Linked DNA regions of Sus scrofa: all the other regions are linked to region 2. Evidence: chromatin contacts called from public Hi-C and HiChIP or PLAC-seq data. All regions are on one chromosome and are shown on one strand. Each heading gives the region's core, a stretch centred on a gene start, on an enhancer-like site or on the middle of the called end of the contact. The rest is flanking DNA. Distances are from core to core; before and after follow the strand shown.

Region 1 (3,165 bases), core at 359-2,858, 80 kb after region 2:
CCGGCGATGCTGAGCAGGAAGGTGCAAGCGCCGCCCGCGGCCCAGAGAACCAGGAGGCTGACGGCAAGCACTGCGATCAGGCAGGCGGCTGGGTGGCTGCGACGGCAGCGGCGCACGGCTGCGCGAGTCTCAGCCGCCCACACCAGCATGCCGAGGGCCACGGCCACCACGAGCGCGCTCAAGAGGGTGTGCAGAGGCCGCACGTACCTGCGGGGACAATGGAACTAAGCTAGCCGGGCAGGCAGCGAGAGGGCCGCCCGGTCTCTGAGTCTCCCAGACCACCGTCCACCCGATCCCAGGCCCCGAGCGCTTTGGTCCACCCGCGACCCCACCACCTTCCAGCCGGGCAAATACCCCTGCCAGCCCCATCTTCGACAGGTCCACCGCCCTGGGCTCCCCCGTGGGCTCTCATTTCTTTCTTGTCAATCCTACAGTCCCATCTTCCTGAAATCTCCTGCTTCCAGCCTTCCCATCGGGCTCTCAGCCTTTTTCTGCTCTTTCCTGCCGACCCTACCCCACCCACAGGACCCACTCCAACCCCCCCATCCCAACCTGCTCCCAAACCCACCCTTTGCAAAGGCCCAGCCCTTGCAGTCCTCTTCCAGGCCTTCCCCTTTTCCCTTTCCCCAGGCCCAGAGTCCTTTATGAGATCCCTTTCCAGACTTCCTCCCCTCGAAATCCCCCCTCCAGATTCCGATTTCCCTATAGATTCCTCCTTCCATCATTGCTAGAACCCTTTCAAGGCTTTCGGTCCCACTCTTAAATTCCAGTCGTACCCAAGTCTCACCTCCGGGTTCTCCACCCCCCACCCTGGTCTCAGGCCTGCCATCCCTGGATCGTCCTTGGCTCAAGTCCCCCAATAGGTACCTGCTTCTGGAGAGTCCCAGGAGCCAGGCTCCTCTCCACGCCCATATCCTCCACAAGTCCCCCCTTTCGGCTTGACCACATCCCTGTCCCTGTCTCTGCCCTACGTCCTCCAGGGCCACCTTAATCGGGGCCCCATCACCCCTCAGGCAGTCATATCTCATTTTCAGGCCCTCCTTATCTTCAGGTCCATCCCCTAGCCCAGTTTCCCTTTCAGTTCCACACTTTCTCTATCCTCCCCAGGTCTTTCCCCCAGACCCTCCATCCCCGTCGGGCCTCCCTCAGCCGGGCTCTATCCCTCCCCAGTCCCTTCTTATAACCAGCTTCTATTTCTTTCAAGTCCCCCCCTCCCATGACCCTTAGGCTTTCCATCTCTACTGAATTCGCCCCTTCAAGGTCTTGCAGCCCCCTCAAAATCCCGCGGGTCCACCCTCCATGCCCAGCGGGCGTCCTCGGCCAACCGGAGTCTCCCTCCCTCACCCAGCCAGAGCGAGACCGAGGCCGAAGCAGACAAGGTAGTTGGTTTGGTAGTAGAGGAGGTTGTTGATGACGCGGTGGCACCATCGCTGCGGGTCGCAAGGATCCGGGGCCGCCAGACGTGCCGACCCCAGAACGAAGTCGTCCAGGGCGCGTAGCGGTGGCAGCCGAACCTCCGACATCCTGCCAGTCGATGCAGCTGGACCAGCGGAGCGGTCGGACTACAACACCCGTTCCACCCCGCGCCACCGCGAGGCACACCGGGAAATGGAGTCTGGACCCGGCAGCCGCTACCCTGGCGACCTAGTTGACAGCGCAGGTGCGGCAATGCACGTGACCGGAAATGCAAACACGCCGGAACTGCAGGGAAGCAGGGGCCGCCGGGAAACCAAGTCTCCGCCGAGGGCGAGGCGTTCCCATCCACCCCCAGGCGGGGGCGCCACGGGGACGGTTCTGGCGGCTCAGGCATTGAGGACAGGCAGAGACTGGCGGAAGGACCTGAGTAGGATCCCACTTCCATCCCGTCAGGGTCCGGTCCTTTCCAAGAAACTGCAGGGCCTTTTCAGCCTCATCTGCTCCAGGCCCCACTCCCGAGGTCCAGCCATAAATACCGTTAAGGGTCTTTTATTCATTTTCATCACATCAGAGATGTCTCTTTCTGGCAAGTTTTTAAAAATCCCCACAGGTTGGATTAGGGCACCCGCTCTGGGTCCCTAGCAGTCTTCTCCAGGCGGGAGCCCCAGGGGGTCCGCTGCCTCCCTGAGTCCCTGGCCTGGCCCTGCAGGCACACAGTCATCGGGAAGTGCTTGAGGGACCTGAGCTGTTTAGGCATTGCTCTCAAGAGTGGAAAGTGCGCACCTGCTCCATTAATGCTTGATGGCTGGCGGCTTCCACAGCACTCCCACCCCCACAAAGGCTTTGCAATCTGTCACCGCAGTCCCTAGCACAACCCAGAGGGTCCTTAAAAGTCATCATCATCACAGATGTCAAGGTATACATCGAAAGCCTCTCTGTTGCAGTTTCCATCAGGAGTGAAGACATATTTGTGGAAGGTCCCATCTACACAGATGGCTGGAGGAGGGGGGACGATTGGTAAGAGGTTAGAAGCTGTCAAAGCCACACACTCCAATCCTCTCAGGTGTCCCACGGCCTAAGGCCTATGGCCAGGCCTTTGCCCACGTTCCATCCCCCTTACTGATGATGATGGAGGTGAACCAACGTTTCAGCTCTTTCAGGCCTCCCATGCCCTAAAAATTCTTTCAGGTCCAATTTGCAGGCCCTCGCCCATGCAGTGCCCCCAAGCAAGGGCTATTCCCACTCACCAATGACAGAGTTGACGTTCTTGGAAGTATTGCGACCGAAAGCACAGATGCAGGCTGACTCAGCAGGCACGGTGAAGCTCGCCAGGCTCCACTGAGAATCCACGTACTGCCCAATCATAGGCCCCACTTTGCCCACGCGAGCCAGCCTGCAGGCAACACAGGCTTAGCCCAGGTGTGGTACATGGGCAGGGGGATGGGGGCGAGGCGGGGTGGGGCGGGGGGCACTCACGCGGAGCGGCGGTTGAGGCGCGTATCCTTGAGAGCAAAGATATGGACTGTGCCCTTATCGCTGGACGCGCACAGGAAGGAGGAATCATGGCTAAAGTTGATGCTGAAAGGCAGACCAGCAGTGACGCCCGCATGTCATGTGGGGTGGGGTCACCGGCCCACTATGTATACCCTGTGCTCACCAGTAGAGGGTGGCTGGGTCAGTGCCTCGGCGCAGCTCCACCAGTTTCTCCTTGGACTGCGTGTCAAAAAGGCGAATAAGGGTGCCCTTCTG
Region 2 (3,438 bases), core at 139-2,638:
CGCAGACTCAACTCGGATGTGGCGTTGCTGTGGCTGAGGTGTAGGCTGGCAGCTGTAGCTCTGATTCGACCCCTAGCCTGGGAACTTCCATATGCCATGGGTTTGGCCCTGAAAAAAAAAGTTCCTATCCATCAGAGCCCAATGGTTTTCCCATCACTCATGGCCAATGGAATCAATCTTCCTCACTCAAGAGTCCCCTATACCCCTCGAGACCTCTAATGGAATGGCCCTATATCCTTCAGGGTTTTTCCCCAAACAAGGCCTTGGGTGGGTCGACTGGATTACGCGGAATACCTGCACAAGTTACAGAGCCCTTCCCCTTTTATGGTCCAATGACCTCGCCCTTCCACCCTCAGGGTCCCTCACACAGTAACAACTGGTTTCCTTCATTCAAGGACCAACAGATGACCTGTCCTTACTTGGAGTCCCTCCTGTCCTCCACAGGACCCTACCAGAGGTTTCTACCTTTCAGAGTCTCCCCACTCACTAAACCCAATGGTCTTCCCCAGTTAGGAACTCTCGCAACAAGGTCCCACTTTGGCCTGTCATCTCACCTCAGAGTCTCCCCCAAAAGAATCAAGTGGTCAGAGTCCTCAGCTAGGGTACCTCCCTACAGAGCAGTGATGTCCCCTCCACGCGGTGCAAGGGATCACTCTTTCACCTCCTCTGGTCTCTCACCAAAAAGGATTAATGGTATTACCCATTCACCCCAGGCCTAATGGGATCACGCCTCATCATCCAATGGTACTGCCCTCTCTTGGGATCCGCTACACCCCTCTCGCACAGAAGCTCCATTTCCCAGGAACAATGACAACATGTGGGGTCTTTCCCCTGTCCCCTGACACAATGGTATCTCCCACAAAAACGTCCACCTCCCACCAGCAATGGTATTGCCCTCTCCAGAGCTCCCCCCACCATGACGCAAACAGCCCAACGCCCGCTTCCTTCCTCTCCAGACAAAATGGTTTCGCCCTCTCAGGATCTCCTTCCCTCAAAGCCCAACATTATCATCGCCCACCCAGGTGTCCCCCGCACGGGCCCAAAGGTCTCGTCCCCCCCAGGTCTGAGTAAGGTACCGCCCACGCTAGGACTCTCTCCTCCGCCCACAAGGCTAACAGAATCCAACCCCTCAGAGCCCAACAGGATCTCAGAATCCAGTAGTATCAGCACTCGGAGCCTCAGTTTCCCTTCCCCAGACCAACCCCTTAGACTCAAGATCCATCCCAACCAACCCCTGCCCAGACCCATGGCACGACTTCTCTCTTTCCCGCCCCCTTGTCGCCTAGCCCGGTGGTCTTTTCCCCGGTGAGCGGCACCTGCATCCGCTGAAACTCCTCTTCAGACAGAGCTTGCGCCATGTTCCTCCCCCCCACCCCCCCTACAGCTTTCTGCGCAGACGCAGTTTGTCCCTCCTGTCATTAGAATTAAGGTCGGACCAAACCACTGGGCAGGAAGAGAGGGGGAGAAGTCTACTCCGGAAGTCCAGCGTTTTGGAAACTGAGAGAAGCGGAGGAAACCGACAGGTTAGGTGAATTGCAATGTAATATTTTACCAGAACCTATGTCATTTGATCTGGATTTTAAGCTCTCACAGACTACCCATTGTGATGCGACACTATGGCATCCCTGTGTCATCGGTGGACTCGTCGCTAAGGAAGTGTTTGCCGACCGAAAATGACACTTCCGCGGTACTCCTTTAAGGAGGATGGTTGACTTAATGAAAGCGGAAGCCTTGCGCTGATCTTGTTCCCGCCCTCCTCCGGGTGACCCCATAAGGGAATCCCGCCCCTTTGAAGCCTCTGGCGTTTTTTTTTTTTTTTTTCCTCTTTAAAGCTTTGACACTGATTTTCTTAACACGCTGCTGTCGTTAGGTGAAGGGCTTAGCCACTAATAAATATAAAATACCTATGAGGAAACAATGGCAGTGAATCAAACGAAAAATCTTCATTTAAAAAACAAACAAAAAATAGGATGGCAGAACACCAGGAACATTCAAATAAGTATTAAAATGCATTATAAGTCTCTCTTTTGCTTATAAGCCTCTCCAAACCCTGTCAGGCAAGCAGTAGTTTTTATTTGGGAAAGAGAAAAATTAGAAAGCATGTTAAGCGGCAACGTATTTGTATTAGGATACGCCCCATTTTCCTTAGCTTTCTTTTGGCAGGGATAACTTAATTTTGATGCCATTTTAAGCATTCAGAAAAGCAAGAACAGTACGAGGAAATTCTTTGTACCCTTATGCCAGATTCATCAATTGTTTACATTTTTCCACCTTTTCTTTATCATTTTCTCTCTCTCTCTCTATATATATATATAAAATTTTTGAACCCTTGGCTTCAGCATCCATCAATGATTTTTCTAACATCAACATTCCTTTCATATTTGTTAGTTATTATTCTACCATAAGGAAAAGCTTTCTCTTCTTCCCCATTTATGTATTTTTATCTGTACAGACATAATTCTTACTTTATTCAATGATTTATAATCAATAACTATCATTTTTTCATTTGATGCTCAAATTGTCCTAGATTTGGCCAGTGGGAGCTCTTTCAAGTTGGCTTTGTGTCCCTTTGACATGCCACCATCATTTTATTTATTTATTTATGTTTATTTATTTTTTGCTTTTTAGGGCCCCACCCACAGCATATGGAGGTTCCCAGGCTAGGGGTCGAATCAGAGCCATAGCCACTGGCCTACACCAGAGCCACAGCAATGCGGGATCCAAGCCGAGTCTGCAATCTACACCACATTTCAGCCCAACCATACAAGATTCATTCTAGCTTTCTCACTTTCCATATTTGTAAATCCCTTCTCCGGCAGGGAAAAAACCTAGCTCCCATTATCCAAAATAAATTTTCTTCTTTGTGTAATCATATAATCTACATTAAGTAATTCCAGAATTGCCCGCCCGTAAGAGTAGGAAAAACAAGTCTACCAGCAGTTCCCTGTGGCTCAGTGAGTTAAGGATCTGGTGTTGTCACTGCCGAGGCTCTGGTTATAGCTAGGGCGTGGGTTCCATCCCTGGCCAGAGAACTGCATGCTGCAGGTGCAGCCAAAAAAAACCACAACTAATCTACCAACTAGGGGCCAATTCCTTTTTTATTTTTTATTTTTGGCTGTGCCATGTGGACAATTCCCAATTCGCCAGGATCAAACCTAAAACCTGTGCCACAGCAGTGAACAGGGCTGCTGCAATTTCAAGGCCGATCCTTAACCCACTGCACCACAAAGGAACTCCAAGGCCAGTACTTTTTTACAGCTTCTTTTGTCTGTAGGCTTATGGTGGTCTATAGTCAACATATTGTGTTTAACAACCTAACCATGGATTCAATATTTGATGCAATTCCTTTTATTTTTAATCGGATGGTAGTCAAAATACTGTGTTCAAAAATTACTCAGGGAGGAGTTCCGTCCTGGTGCAGCAGTTAACGAATCTATC
Region 3 (3,519 bases), core at 883-3,382, 72 kb before region 2:
TAATTTTGCCAAGTGCCTAGAATTTGTTAGAGAGCTAAAAGTGGTCCATTGCAAAGGAACTGGCACCAAGTAAGAACTCAATAATGTCATCGACATTTTGTCGGTCGCCAGGCACACACAACCGTGTTGAAGTACTTAGTGGGACTTGGCACACAGTAAGATCTTGAGGTGAAGCCACGTCTGAGGTATACAGTTGGTGCTCGATAAAAGGCATTCGCGTTGCCGGCCACAAACCCCGCCCCATTCTAGAAGCCTTGCGCGGGCACGTGGTCCACCCGAAGCAGCTCTCCGGCCTGAGGTGGGGCCCTCTCCCGGCCGGTCCACTGACTTGCACAGCCGCAGACCGGTTTTCTCACGGTGATGGAAATTCTGCTGCCGCGCAGGCGCACCTCCTCCCTCTGGGCCCACAGCCTGCGCAGGCGCAGTCTCCCCAGAACCCGCCAGGGGGCGCTCCCGCCCCTACAACTTGCCCAGACCCGCCCTGTTGTCCGTCCGTTAGCGCTCTAACGGCAGAAGAGAAGCAGCCACCGTCACCATGGCAACCAGTGACCTCTGCCCCTCTTTCCTCACCAGCATGCCCCGCGGGCAGCCCCCGAGGCAGTGTTTGGAAGGAGGATGAGAAAGGAGGGTGGGAGGGGAGAATCCAGGGCTCTAGGGGAACTGGAGTGAGTCAGAACTGTATGGAGGTGTGGATGTCACCACAGGGGAGTAAACATGGGCTGGTAGGAGTGTTCTTCTCACCGTTACAGGGCCCAGAGAGTCATACAAACCATAGAAAGGCGAAATCCATCGTCAGAGATGGCGTCGCCAGGTCAAAAAGGACTCCAAAGATACTCACCAAGGGGGACCAGCCCAGCACGCGATTCCGGGGGATCACTTTGATGGCCACCTGAAGAAGTGAGCTGAGCTGAAGGGGCCAGCAGAGAACCCCCAGACCCCTCCCAGTCTGGACCCTCTTCGCCCTAGTCTTTCTGGTCCCAACCACTCCACGCCGCAACCTCAAATGAGCTGGAGCTTCTCCCCTGCCCTCCAGGTCCCCAGAAGCGAGTACACCTCTCCCACCATCTTTGGCCCTGGGCTCTCCCCCAGGCTTCAGGACCCCTCGCTCCGGGTGCGGAGTTCTGAATGTCCTAACACCCCAAGCCCTCGATTTCCCCAGCCCCAGGACTGTACGGGGGTGGGTTCTGATCCTCACGTCTCCATCCTGGACACCTGCCTCCAAAATCCCCCAAATCTCAGCTCTGGGTCCCCACCTTCCCACACATATACACCTCTCCTGGATTCCAAGGTCTAGAATCCTCATGATTTCCCCCCTCCCCCACTCCCCAGTCTCACTCTCGGGACCTCCACAATCCTTGCCTTGAACCCACCGCTCCGTTCCCCCCACATACCCACCTGGACCGCCCCCCCCCACGCCCGCGCGTCTGCGCGCGCACCCGCGCGCGCACCAGGATACCCCCAGTAACCCGGATCCCGGCCTTCATGACCCTAGCACACGCACATTGTACGCTTATTCTCTGGTCAATTAGCATCCCAGCCCCCGGGCTCCCGCCGCCGCCACACACACACCTGGCCCTCCCAAGACCCTCGTGGTGGATACCTGGAGTCGGTCTGTGACGCGATGTCCTGCGAAGACGGTGCCAAAGCCCCCCTTACCCAGGAGGGGGCCGAGTCGGTACTCGGCCTCGAACGCTTCTCGATCCTTGCCTCCTACGCAGGCGGAGGCGGGGAAGTCAGGGTGGCGGCGTGCAGAGGCCGGCCACGACCCTCTCCCCCTCCCCCCCGCGCCGCCCTCAATCACCCCAGCCCGCCCGGCCTGGTCGCCGTAGGGGAGCCTCTCTCACCTGGCGGCGGCGTGGGGGTCATGGGGGCCACGGGCAGCCCCTGCAGAGGCTTAGTCAACATGGAGGAGGAGCTGCGCAGATTGAGCCCGCTGAGCCCGCAGGGCGTGGACGCCCGGGGCAGCGAGGCTGGGGAGCCAGGACTGGGGGGCGCCAGGGTGGAAGGTAAGGAAACTGGTGGCCCAGAGGCGCCGGCAAACAGCGCGATGTTAAGATTCGCCGCGCGCGCCAGCCCCGACGCTACTGAGACAGGGCACGCGCCTCCCGAGAGAGTCGCCCCGGGCGACGGCCCCGCCCACTTGGCTTTGATCAATCCGGACGCGGCACCTGCTGCACCCCAGCCAATCGGAGCCAGTCCTTATTTGCATACCACCCTCAACGTTCCAAGCACCCTTATGCAAATACATGCCCGGATCTTCCTCGGGGGCGGGGCCTGCATGCAAATAAGGGGGGCGCGCGCGAAGAGGAAACTGGTTATGGGAATCCCTTTTGCAGCAACCGCGTTTGTTTTGGTTGTTGCGCAGGGTTGTTTTTATGTAAGTGTGTGTACGTGGATATATAAACTTAAAAAAAATTCAATGCACCGCCTCCTTTTCTAGGAAGTTGCTTTGCCGCCGCCGGAGATAACGCCAGGCCTTCTAAGGCTTCTAAGAATCCCGGCCGGTCTCCAAAGGGTGCTCCTCACACCAGAACCAGAGCCCTTTAGGCGACTGGCAGCCTCCGCCCGGAAACTGAAGCTGAGGATCCTGGAAGAACCTGTTCAGCCGTCAGGGAGGGCTAACCTCCCTCACCACCGTGGGAGGAGCACTGGTCAAGGGCAGTGTTCCCACACCCGGAGGCCACGGCCTGCGGGCTGTTTGTGCAGCCCTTAACCTAGACAGACCTGCCTAGACCTGGCTGTGAGCCCAGTCAGCAGATCTAGAATCTGGAATGGCGAATGGGGCGCGCGCGCGGGGGGGGGGGTTCTTGGGGATGGGAGCAAGCCAGAGTGGGGGTGGCTTCTTGGGCATGCTTCCGGATGAGAGAGACGGACTGAGAGAGCTCCGGGAGGTGGTCAAGTCACAGATTTGGGGAAAATAGCTCTCGTGCCGCAGGAAGAGAGACAGGCACTCCAAAGACACACACAGAACTGCCGCGAGAGAAATACACAAACATGTGCCGCCATTCATGTGAGCTTGTCCTAGACACACATGCAGATACCTACTGTCACACATAGACAGACATCCACTGTCAGGCAGGCATGCTGCCAGAGTCAAGTTCCAGAATGACACTCGAGAGATGCACTGTTACAGAAAGGCACTCCAGAGAGATTCACATAGACCTACATGTAACGAGGACACAGATATGTCCTGCCAGACACACAGCCAGAACTTGTGACGAAGACACTGGCACCATCAGACATGCAGTGTCACAGAAAAGACTTGTACTGTTCCAGAAACGAGAGACCCAGAGTCTGACACAGGAACACACACAAACACTCCAGAGACACACATGCACTGCTCCAAAGCCAGACATATACTTAGGTGCTAGAGCAACAGATAGGCAGTGTCACAAAAACAGACATGGACAGATCCAGTCACAGTCACAGACACACACATACAGCAGACGTGCAGCGCCGTCACTGACACTGTTCAGAAATAGCTACCCAGAGTCTGTCACAGGAATACAAACGGACGTG

What was found. A called contact is a pair of places that touch in the nucleus more often than the background predicts. HiChIP or PLAC-seq counts read pairs in DNA pulled down with a chosen protein or histone mark.
Region 1: an H3K27ac HiChIP or PLAC-seq map of alveolar macrophages shows a contact between it and region 2. The contact joins the promoter of PRAF2 here to the promoter of GRIPAP1 in region 2. A contact is called at or near these places in 3 of 47 Hi-C or Micro-C datasets (heart right ventricle, liver and skeletal muscle) and 1 of 2 datasets of contacts at active chromatin or transcription factors (alveolar macrophages).
Region 3: a Hi-C map of skeletal muscle shows a contact between it and region 2, with 5 times the contacts expected there. The contact joins the promoter of PIM2 here to the promoter of GRIPAP1 in region 2. A contact is called at or near these places in 4 of 47 Hi-C or Micro-C datasets (heart right ventricle, liver and skeletal muscle) and 1 of 2 datasets of contacts at active chromatin or transcription factors (alveolar macrophages).

What each region holds. Positions count from the first base shown.
Region 1 is chrX:43,148,742-43,151,906 of Sscrofa11.1, forward strand. It overlaps PRAF2 (PRA1 domain family member 2), which reads right to left and starts at 1,609. Exons shown (of 3, transcript NM_001243880.1): 1 at 1,345-1,609; 2 at 1-207. The coding sequence starts at 1,523. It overlaps WDR45 (WD repeat domain 45), which reads right to left. Exons shown (of 11, transcript NM_001190293.1): 8 at 3,074-3,165; 9 at 2,893-2,994; 10 at 2,664-2,809; 11 at 1,950-2,412. The coding sequence ends at 2,303.
Region 2 is chrX:43,068,975-43,072,412 of Sscrofa11.1, forward strand. It overlaps GRIPAP1 (GRIP1-associated protein 1), which reads right to left and starts at 1,389. Exons shown (of 26, transcript XM_021080663.1): 1 at 1,317-1,389. The coding sequence starts at 1,358.
Region 3 is chrX:42,996,443-42,999,961 of Sscrofa11.1, forward strand. PIM2 (serine/threonine-protein kinase pim-2) reads right to left here and starts at 2,133. Exons shown (of 6, transcript XM_003360311.4): 1 at 1,845-2,133; 2 at 1,601-1,710; 3 at 839-889. The coding sequence starts at 1,905.